Linked DNA regions of Callithrix jacchus: region 1 is linked to region 2. The links are chromatin contacts, called in public Hi-C maps. All regions are on one chromosome and are shown on one strand. Each heading gives the region's core, a stretch centred on a gene start, on an enhancer-like site or on the middle of the called end of the contact. The rest is flanking DNA. Distances are from core to core; before and after follow the strand shown.

The links. A called contact is a pair of places that touch in the nucleus more often than the background predicts.
Region 1: a contact with region 2 is called in a Hi-C map of induced pluripotent stem cells, with 4 times the contacts expected there. The contact joins the enhancer-like site here to the promoter of ENC1 in region 2. A contact is called at or near these places in 2 of 3 Hi-C or Micro-C datasets (induced pluripotent stem cells and skeletal muscle).

Annotation. Positions count from the first base shown.
Region 1 is chr2:137,082,300-137,087,452 of calJac240_pri, forward strand. No RefSeq gene overlaps it. Among named protein-coding and RNA genes, the nearest start is that of ARHGEF28, 380 kb to the right of the region's middle. Within about 2 kb of position 3,037, at least 2 of the 16 cell types and tissues checked have an H3K27ac peak or open chromatin away from gene starts, as enhancers often do.
Region 2 is chr2:136,418,086-136,423,956 of calJac240_pri, forward strand. It overlaps ENC1 (ectodermal-neural cortex 1), which reads left to right and starts at 3,674. Exons shown (of 3, transcript XM_002744865.6): 1 at 3,674-4,091.

The sequences.
Region 1 (5,153 bases), core at 1,787-4,286, 660 kb after region 2:
GCCTGGCCAACGTGGCGAAACCCCATCTCTACTAAAAATACAAAAATTAGTTGGCATGGTGGCAGGTGCCTCTAATCACAGCTACTCAGGAGGCTGAGGCCAGAGAATCATTTGAACCCAGGAGGCAGAGGTTGCAGTGAGTTAAGATCATGCCATTTCACTCCAGCCTGGGTGAAAGAGTGAAACTCCATCTTAAAAAAAATGTGTATATATATATATATATATATATATATATATATACACGTGTATATATACATATATATATAATTACACATGTGTAGGATTTTAAAGATCTGTGACTTTTATTTTTCTCTAGAGCTTCTTCCATGTCAGTCATATTACACTGAAATATTAAGTAACCTACCACAATATGGACTTGCCAGTACTGAGTGCTTAAGTACTCTAACATTTGTAGACATGTGAGTCATATCCAAGTTTTTGGAGTGTTCAGTGGACATCATTCTTCATGACTTTTTGATTACATATGTAAATATTTATCCAGGATCAATACTTTGAAGTAAAATTAACAATTGTACTAAATACTGTCAAAGTGCTCTAAAAAGCCTGTGTCCAATTTATCTTCCACCAACAGCATATGAGAGGACCCATCCTCACCAACACCAGCCAAGGCCTCTGTATTTCTTTCCAACTTTGCAGCTTGTCTCAAAACTTCAGCTTTCTAATCTTTAAAATGGCCATGATAATTCTTATGTAATCATGTTATTAAATGAAAGAACTCACCACCATTTGTAGCAGTAGCATGGCTGTCATTTTTCATACTATTGTCTATCAGAATTTCTCCATGAGAACCTTGTATTTCATCCATCCAAGCCCATCCTTTTTCCCACCTCTGGCTTGGATCACACATTTCCCTAGTCCACCCCCCTTTCCTATTTTTCAAAGCCCATTGTTATCTTTCAAGGTTAATTGTAGGTTCCTCCTTCATCATGTGGTTCCCTGGTCATTCTTTTGAACTCTCCATGTATCTTTTCTGCTGAGCCACTTTTTGACTTTACCTAGAATTACCAGCCATCTAATAATGTTAATAGCTACTATTTATTGATTCATAACTCTGTATGAGCTACTGTACCAAATGCTTTTATAGACATCCATTTGTCATCCCCACATTATTATTGTCTTCATTGTACAAAAGAAAATTCTCAGGCTCAAAGAGTTTAGACAACCTGCCCAAAGCCACACATAAATGGCAGAGCAAGGATTCAAAGCCGCATCTCCATGCTGTGAATCCGATGCCATCAACCCCTCCACAATATGGTTCTTACCCCTTCAGTGAGTGCTATGGTATGAATGTTTGTGTCCCCCTCAACTTCATATGTTAAAACCTAATTCCCCATGCAATAGCATTGAGAGTATTAAGAGGTGGAGCTTTTGGAGGTGACATGGTCATGAGAGTGCAGCCTCATGAATGGGATTAATGCCTTTGTATAAGACGCTCAAGGGAGCTTGTTTGTCTCTACTATGATGTCAAGAGATAGCAAGAAGATGCTATGAAGAACGGACCCTCACCATTCAATGTGCTGATGCCTTGATCTTGGACTTCCCAGCCTCTAGAACTGTAAGCAACAAATGCCTGTTGATTATAAGCCACCCCATTTATGATATTTTGTTATAGCAGCCCAAACAGACTGGCAATGAGACTAGAAATTCCTGAAGGCAGAGGCAGAATCCTGCCTTTCTTTGCATCCTTCTCACATCACAACACAATGTCCTGCATATGGTAGATACTCAATACTCAATTATTGTGTTATTTGGTCAACTGGTTAAGTCTTTTTCTTTCCAGGCCCACACTCTAGGCATGAATCATCCATCATTCCTGTGTGGCATATCCTGTCATCTGCATCATGGGAAGAGAGCTAAGATTTTGTTGAACCAACACTATTACCCTCTCCCTACTACATTGCAAGAGCTCTTTGGGCCACAAAAGAAACAAATTACATATCCCTTTGGCTTAAGGAACTTCTTTTCCATATTTGAGGGATAAAATAAAAACAGCTGAAATAAATTGTGATGAATCAAAATGCCCCAAAACACCTACCTGGAAAACAAAGGCCTGAACTGAATCCAGAGTCATATGGGATGCAAGTGGTTGGAAGAGAAAATGTCTGTAAAGTTGAGGAAGGTGTTTGATTTGTCTTCTTCCAGACCCTTTTTTTGTATTAATATGTTTATACAAATATAACTGTACACAGGTATAGGATTTTAAGATATTTGACTTTTCTTTCCCTCTAGGTAGCCTCTTCTACAGTCATTCTTCAAGTCCCATGAGACTAAATCTCATACTTAGCAACATGAAGTGGACTTGAAGAAGGGGTGACATGGTGGAGGATGGGAAGAGGACACAGCCAAGGTGAGGAGCAGCTAGAGCAAGGACCTGGGTCCAGATTTCTAACTCCTCTTTCTTTCCCATGCTAAGGCCTTCCTTGCAGTTTCCCCTCCATAAAGTGGAGATAATAACATAGCACAGCATTCATACTTAACCAACATAATAAAAATGATATAATTAGGCTATAACTATAAAGCACTTTGAACTCCAAAACGGAACTGACTACAAAGTGGAAAGCTATTATTAGTGTGAATGTGGGCTAGCCCATTTTAAAAACCATAGCAAATGTCCTTTCATAACTAATTCCAGCCCTAGAAAGCAGTGGCCCTGCAGATTCCTACATAAAGAATCTTCTCTATGTTTCAGACAAAGGCATTGGACTGGACATAAAAAATTCTACCCTGAAAACAGAAATAGTCAAAGATGATATCAGAAGAGGTAAAATATTCCATATATAGGAAACAAACAAACAAGGCAGGTGATAAAGGTGATTAAGAACCAGTGATTCAGTTGAAACCTGAAACTTGGCCAGTCTGGCCTTGGGCTGAAATGACCAAATCTCATACTTATGCCCACTAGGACATGTTTGCACAATACTGTTAAAGCAATGCTGATTGTTTGGGTCCAAAACACAATTCACACAGAGAGTACATTGTTTCCAGCATGATACCAAGACAAGTCATCAGGGACTGAAGCATTTTCTCTCAGAAAACAGATTTGGGAAAGGAATAAATTGCCAACGACGTAAATTGTGTGCTTAGGTGATATCTCCCTCTTGTGGGAGAGGGTGGGGTGGTACTCCACGTTGACAGGAAGGCAGGTTGTGTGTCCACTTGTTGATGTTGTTAGAGGGAAGCAGATTTCAGATTGATCCAGAGAAAGAATTTATAACAAAGCTAGTGGGGAGTGACACAGACTTTGTCTCGAGATAGGGAGTGCCCCAGCACTGGGGATATTTCAGATGCCGGTAGAGAATCTCCAGTGGAGGGACTCCCAAAACAGAGAAAATAGACCCAGATGGCTCAGAGTGGCCTATTTAAGTCTGTAATCAGTGTGTTTCTTCATAATCCACCGTGGCTCTGCTGAACAGAAAGTGAACCTGGACCCAGGAATGGGCTGGAAACTGTTCTCCAGTTGCAAATTATTCAGCATCAACCTCAGAGCATTGAACACAGCTCTGGCTTCAAAGTTTCTTGAATGAGTATTAGCAGAGTTTGGGACTCGGGGATCTTTTCCCCTTTTTTGAAAAAAAAAAAAAAAAAATGCAAGAAAGCAAGTGTGCCATGATGTGATGGGAAACACAGTGTGCCCTGCTTCTTCTTCCAGGATCTTCTCAATCCTGGTGGTATCATGGCCCAAGGAGCTCAAGGTGTATCCTCATCAAAGACACTTAAGAAAATCATCATCGAGCCGGGTGCGGTGGCTCACGCCTATAATCCCAGCACTTTGGGAGGCCGAGGCGGGTGGATCACAAGGTCAAGAGATCGAGACCATCCTGGTCAAAAAGGTGAAACCCCGTCTCTACTAAAAATACAAAAATTAGCTGGGCATGGTGGTGCGCGCCTGTAGTCCCAGCTACTTGGAAGGCTGAGGCAGGAGAATTGCTTGAACCCAGAAGGCAGAGGTTGCGGTGAGCCGAGATCGTGCCATTGCACTCCAGTCTGGGTAACAAGAGCGAAACTCCATCTCAAAAAAAAAAAAAGAAAAAGAATAAAAGAAAATCATCATCATAAAAAGGACAAGAGTAAGAAGAACACAACTACCACAGAGAGTGTTTACTGATCTTAATGCTCTTCTAACTATATCAACTCATTTAAACCCATTTTACAGATAAGTGAAAACAAGATTCAGAAGTAGGAAATGTGGTTCCAAGTCCAGGCATTTGTTATGCTATATCCTTGAAATTTTAAAATTCTTTCTCTATCTCAACGTTATCTGTTATAGGTGCTGTATTTCTAGCCTTTCAGAGGGTGTGCCCTTGAGATCCACGGCAGTAGCCCTGATGACAGGGAGATCGGATCCTCTCATCTACCATCTCTGTCACTTACCAGCTTATTCTCATCAAGCCTGCTTCCTCATATAGAAAACAAGGGGTAGTATTATCTACTTCTCATGTTTCTTTTGAGGGTAAAAAGCGGTCATGTCTGTGCTGGTCTGGCATGATGGCTAGCCCAGAGGGAGCCCACAATGAATGGCGTGGCTCACCAGGGAGCACCCTGGAATTCCTCTGTCACGTGTTTCCAAATGTGGAAATTTTTGCAGAGCATCATGTTGATGACCAGGGTAGCCATTCTGATCTGTAACTGCAGATCACTTGCCAATACCCGGGCCTTCAGAAAACAAGTCCTAAACTGGGCAGGCAGAGCCCACCAGAAACCTGTAGTTTGATGGATATAATACCTGAGACATGTCAGAGCAGAGGCCGGTCTCCTTGGTGTTGACCACAAAAGCTGCCAAACATGCTCACTGAGCAGGAAGGACTGCCTCCCTCTTTCCACGGCTGGATTCAGGAAGTCGTGGGAAGTCAGAATCAAATGAGATTCCATGAAATCCAGTCAAGATGCTTGCAAGGGGGTGGGGTGCTTCTCAAAGTTACACATTAATTGGGGTAAGTTCAGATTTGTCTCACATCCTTTGTAAATTGATTGGAATCGGAATCACAGGACACTTCAAAAAGGACTGATAATCTTCGGGTGTTGGGATTTAGCAAAAGGCAACAGAAGAAAAACAGTGCTATCAGCCAAGTCTTTTCTCAAATAACAGGGCCCTGTAATAAATCCACTTATCCAGATTGGTGCTAGAATCTGTA
Region 2 (5,871 bases), core at 2,424-4,923:
GAGGGCTTACTCCTCCAGCCTCTGAGTATGCTGGCAGCTCCCTCTGCAGAAGTGTCACTTTGCCCAAAGTCATGGTCCCATCCCTGGGAAACCTGCATTCAGCAACTAGGTGATGTAGCTCTATAAAAGCTTAGCCTTCTTGCCTTAAACGCAGACAACGCTGTGCAGCCATTTCTGCGCCAGAGGTCCCCATGGGGTCAGCCAAAGCCTGGCTGAGACCACATCCCAGCTCAGCATCTCCATCTGTCCACGAGGCTTCCCTCCCTTTCCCTTCAGAGGTGTTGATCCCAACATATGTGCTACCAGGAGGCGTGGTCTTGGCTGGGCCTCTGCTTCCCAACACGAATTTGACACTATGGAAGAGGAGCACAGATTTTTGGTGGGCAGTTGGCCCTTCTGCCAAACTGAGCCTCCAGGACACAGCCTTGAAGTCTATCTAGCAAATAACACAGGGAAGAAAGCTGTGCTATCTTCCTTGCACAGACCCAGGAAGTGTTCTCATAGAACAAAGAGGGCACTTTTGGAATACCAGCAGGGAACATGTCTGAATTTGGGTGGGGCTTCAGGAGACCACAGGAGGCAGGATGGCAGCTGCTTAGCCCACTGTTTGGTCTAATCCCCTGAGCTGTCCTGTCCCTGGTACCATGATCGAACTGTGTTAATTAAATCATTCTCATTAATTCAGCCCAAGTGTAAATTAGGAAGGAATGAAGATAAATTAGGTTTGAAGGCAGCTAATACATTTAACCCCATGCTGCTTATTTTGCGGCCTAACAAAATAACATTGTTAAGGGAGATAACAAGCCCAAAGCCTTGGGCACAGCTTCTTAATAGCATTAAAAAATGAGACCTTGGTTTGATGTTACAAGGCAGAGGCAAAGACCTGCTCCCAGGGGCCTACAGGACTGGCCTGATATCTTGTGTGAAGTGTTGGCTATTGTGTAATGCAGATACGGTGCAAGTGGCATTTTCTGAGTTGTTTGTAACTCAGATATCTGCTACGTCCATGGTTGTCCAGTTTGATGACAGCCCTGTTTAGAAGTTTCTTCCTGTACAGAATGAAGACTTGCTCAATTTTTCTTTGTGTGAGTGGGGTGATAAGCGTTACCTTTAAGATTGGCTGAGAAATGCCAAAGGATTACACAGTTTGAGTTGCTATGATCATAAATATGCTACCTCGCAAATCATTTTCATCTGCAATAAACATTATAAACTGCCCAACTGCCCGAAAACTAGTCATACATTGGCTCAAGCAAACTAGGGTACAGTTTGTAGGAGGTCTTCAGTAGCACACATGATTTCCCAACTTGCAATTTGAGTTCCTGTGACTTTCGCAGGAAAACATTCGCCGGTTTTTAGAACCTGCATAAGCTAATTTCTTTTCCTTTGTGTTGCTTATCTCCTGAAGACAGATGAAGCGAATGTATATGGTCACTGAATGCATTTCAAGATTTTCCAGTCTCCAGCTTTTTTCTTTCTTTTCTTGAAGCATAGAAAGCAGCAACATTAGGTAGAAAAGATACAGGAAAGTGGCAGCAGTGGATGGTGGTACAATGGCTAGAGGATTTCTTTCCTTTCTCAGCCCTGCCTTGCAAAGTTCTTCGCAAAGAGATGTGAACTTTTCTGTTCCCTTGGCTAAGGGCATTCCACAGTTTCCAGGTGGTGAAGATACATACCTGTCCCTAGGTTGGTGGCTTCCTGCGGCAAAATCCCCAACCAACCAGCAGAGCTATGTACGTAGTCCATTTCTAGGCAAGGCCATCTTGGTGGGATTTTAGGTAGATTTGACTCACAAAGGAGGCAGACAGAGTGAGTCCAGGAGGTGTCTATAATGTGCGTTGGTGACTGCCTTGATGAGCTCCCCTACACCTTGCCACAGGCTACAGAAACATGTTTTAAAAAGACATGTCAAGTAGCTACACATTTCCACCTCCCATCTTTTCAGCACCTATCTCTGGAGTATGCAGTGTTTCCATCTGTCTGGTCTTTGCCTCAGAACATGGGTGCTTCTTGACTGCCCTCTCCTAACCTCGCAGCGCCCTCCGCCCCCCGGCTCTCCATACATGGTTCTTGCCATACATTGATCCGGGCTGTCTCTGTGAAGCAGCCACAAGCCGAGACACTGCATTAAAAATACATATATAGTTAAAGGTTCGTGGTGAGGCTGCTGAGTTAATGCTAACAAAGGACTTCAGAGGGCACTGTCTTTCCTTGTAAGGAGCAAAATTTCTCGGCTCAAATACCAGGAGGGAACAAGGGTAAAGGAAAATAAAATTAAAATGAAGAACTGACAGTCTCGGTTTTAGTAGTCTGGATTCTGGAAGTGCCAGGTGGAGCCTCCTTGGCCAGTTTAAACCTCTCCTGCGCTTAGTATTTTAAAGCAAGCTGGGAGGCGAAGCGCGGGGGTGCGGGGGTGCGGGAACGCGGGGACCCGGGGACGGAATAGACTCTGTTGAGGGCCCCTCACTCTCGAGCTGCAGAGCTGGGACATTGTTGCTAAGGGACCTCGACCCAGGCAATTCACATCTCCCTGGGCCTCGGTTCCCCGCCTGTAAAACAAGGGGGCTGGACCCGTCATCTATCCGTTGCAATTATGGACTTAATTCCGAATACCGAATTAAAAAACAGATATCTTAACTTCCGGTGGAAATACAAGTCTCTAGTTGCAAAGATCAAAAAATGATTCGTAAAAGTGATCACCACGCAAGATTATTTTTCGAATCGCCTTCCTTTCTCCCGCCCCGCGGGGCTATATTAAACGTGTGTGCGCTGGGCCATTACTGAACTCCAAACATCAGCGAGCGATTAAAAGCAGAAGAGGGTGATGGAGGTTTTATCTCTAGGAGAGGAGGTGGCGTGGCTGCTGCTTTGAGGAGTTCACTTTGAATCAAGCGGCCGCGGCGATTGGCTGAAAAGCACGTGGTGCGCTCCCCGCAGGACAGCGCCCGGGCTGCCGCCGCAGTCGCCTGGCTTAGGGCAGAGTCCAGCCACGGCTGCCGCACCCGCTGGGGAGTGGGAAGGGGCACATGGGAAATGCCTAGGGCTGGAGTCTCTTTGGCTCTCTGCCAACAAGGAAGTTAAACCTCCTGGCTTGCTCATCCCATGTGTCCCCAAAGTGTCCAGACTTTTGCCCTTCCATTGCCACTATTTCTCCCCACTCTAAGTGACTTACCCAAGGCGCTAACTGTGCCCCGTGCCCAGGGCCCGTCTTGGGGATACCCAGTTCGCCCCTTGCGGCCCTTTCCAGAACATCTCGCGGACTCTGGCATCACCGAGCTCACAGCCCCGGGCTTCGCTCCCCTGAGGTGGGTCCCTTAGATCCGGGGCTGTCCATTAACTAGGCTGGCCCAGAGAAGCTCAGACATTCGGACTCGGGAAAACTTATTTTATTTTAGGTTACCCAAGTAGCAGCTGCCAGCGGCTGAGAGAGCGCGTCCGCTTTGTCTCTCTGAACTCCCCGCAGCCCCCCTCTCCCGCTTCCTCTCCCGATTAACTCCCCCGACACGCTCTTCCCCAGCTCCTCTTCTCCTCCCACTCCTTCTCCTCCTCTTCCTCCTCCTACACCTCGGGCCGCGCCCAGGCGCTTCCTCCCTCCCCCGGTGTCCTCTCTTTGCATACGCGCCCCCTCCCCTCCCCGCCGCGCCACTTATAGCGGGACGCGCGGCGGCGAGGCGCAGACTGCTTTGGCAGCCGGAGAGGAGGCGGTGTGGTGGTGGCGCTGTGGAGAGTCCAGACGCCAGGCGGCAGCCGGCGCAATCAGCGCTTTCTAGCTCCCTCCGCCAGCGCACAACCCAACTCCTTCCGCGGCGCCTGCAGTGGCAGGCTTGCTTTCCGCTCCGGAGACGCGCTCCGGGAGACGCTTTGCGGGACCCCTGGGCACGGGGTCCGCGGCGTGGGGACTAGAAGCGGAGGCGAACGCCAGCGGTAGCCGGTTCGCGAGCCAGCGTTCGGCGCGCAGTCCTCTCCCGGGCCGGCGCTCCTTACGCCCGGGCTTTAGCCACCACTCCCCGGGGCTGAGCGGTCTGTTCGTCGCCTCCCGCCCGTGACCGAAGCTAGAACTCAGTTGTGCGTTGCGGCCAGTCGCCACTGCTGTAAGTTTCCCCCACTGCCCCGGACCTGTTGCAGGCGCTGCTGGCTTCAGGGGCTGCTTCGGCTGCAGGAGTGTGTTCGCGAGGGGTGAGCGTGCTCCGGGCAGCCGGGCGCTTCGACTTAGGCCAAGGGGAGCTGTTCTTGGTGAGAACATTGTGCCCTCCGCTGCCCTCCCACAGCAGGCAGGAACCGGGCATCGCTGGAGGGGTCGACCGGCCTCCCCTCCGCGGTGCAATGCCCAGGGCTAGCCGCTGGGGAAGCGAGGAGCCGAACTAAGGATACAGTCAGCCCCCCTCCTCCGCGGAAAGCAGCTCTTTCCTGGGGGTGAATGTCGCGTTGTGTCTCTCCCCGCAGCCTCCAGGGACAAGCGCGCGGGATGGTTGGCCCACATTGCACCCTCCTAGGCTCGGAGGAAAGTTGGGGCCACGCACAGACACCCTGAGTGCGGGCATGTTGCGGCGAAAATATCTACAGAGAATGAATGAAAACTCCTTTTTGAAAACCTAGTTTCTTGATCTGTCGAGTAACATTATTAGTTACAAAGGATAGGAATCGATGGGCGGGGTGGAGATGAAACATTGAGTTTATCCACATGCAGTCTGGTGTCGTGGGCACGGCCAGCCTCTTAAATAGCGTTGCAAGTGTTAATAAAAAGACTCGGCAAGAAGGTATTTTTTGTTAACAATATCCTTGTAATGTTCTATTGTTACCGGCAATATAAATGTCCAGAAAAAAATCTGCCTAGTTTCTCTTTTGATTGGATTGAGATCAGGTTCAAAACCTGGAGAAGCGTGCGGGGTGCTAAGCATCGGAGGCAGAGAGCCTGAATTAGGAGCATGAAGTGAACTGAAGTTACTGTAACTGAAGCCCTTTTGATGTTCACGGTAATAGCAGCTCTTTTCCCTGTCTTCTTTGTAGATGCAGGTTAAGTATATGTGTGCATTTTCTTGGCTACTTACTTGGCATGCAAATGTAATTTCTCTGGGGGCTTAAAAATGCTCGAAAGATGATTCATTTTATGCTGAAGGTGTGTTCAGTGACTTGTATACATGGTTTCTGCTGATACTTTGATGTTTGCACAGTTTTAAACCAGAAAGCAATTATTTCCCCTTGGGTTTCCAAGTTGACTTTTTATTTTAGTCAAACATTGTTGCAAGAATGTTGACTGTGATTTTGAGTGTGACTTGGTTTTCCATCTGGATGGCATCCAAGATGACAGGCTAGGCTCTTCCTTCTGGCTTGATGGGCTAACCTGGAACATACAGGAGCATAAACACAGGATGCAGAGAGTGTAGATCCTATGTCCTGAGGTCTTCTCAACAAATTGTTTGCGTAGGTGTAAATAAGTCTGGTTGTGAATGTTGTTTTGCACCATCCTGAATCTAATGTTCAGGGAAATGTGTTCTGGGCCCAGCATGATTCCAGCTCAATGTGCGAGCATTTTGGTTCCTGTACACTTAGTTGCAGGGAGCCTCATTCTTCCTTCAGTCAGGGTAGCATTCGCTCTTAGCCTGAGAGGCGGCAGCTTCATAGGAGTATGTAGACAGTCTTTTGAGGTTTAGGCTAAACATCTTCCTCCAGATACTTCAGATTGAATGTACTAATTAAAATAACAACTACAGTGGTGGAGTGTTGAGAATACAAATGAGTGTTTTAACCCTTTGGAAACCTGATGCATTCCCATAGGTTCATAGGGTCATTCTTCAGAACACTGGGCATTGGTTAGACTGGAGTAGACAGTAGAAGCTTAGCTTGAGGTGGGAGTGAGGCTGGCTCCTCACC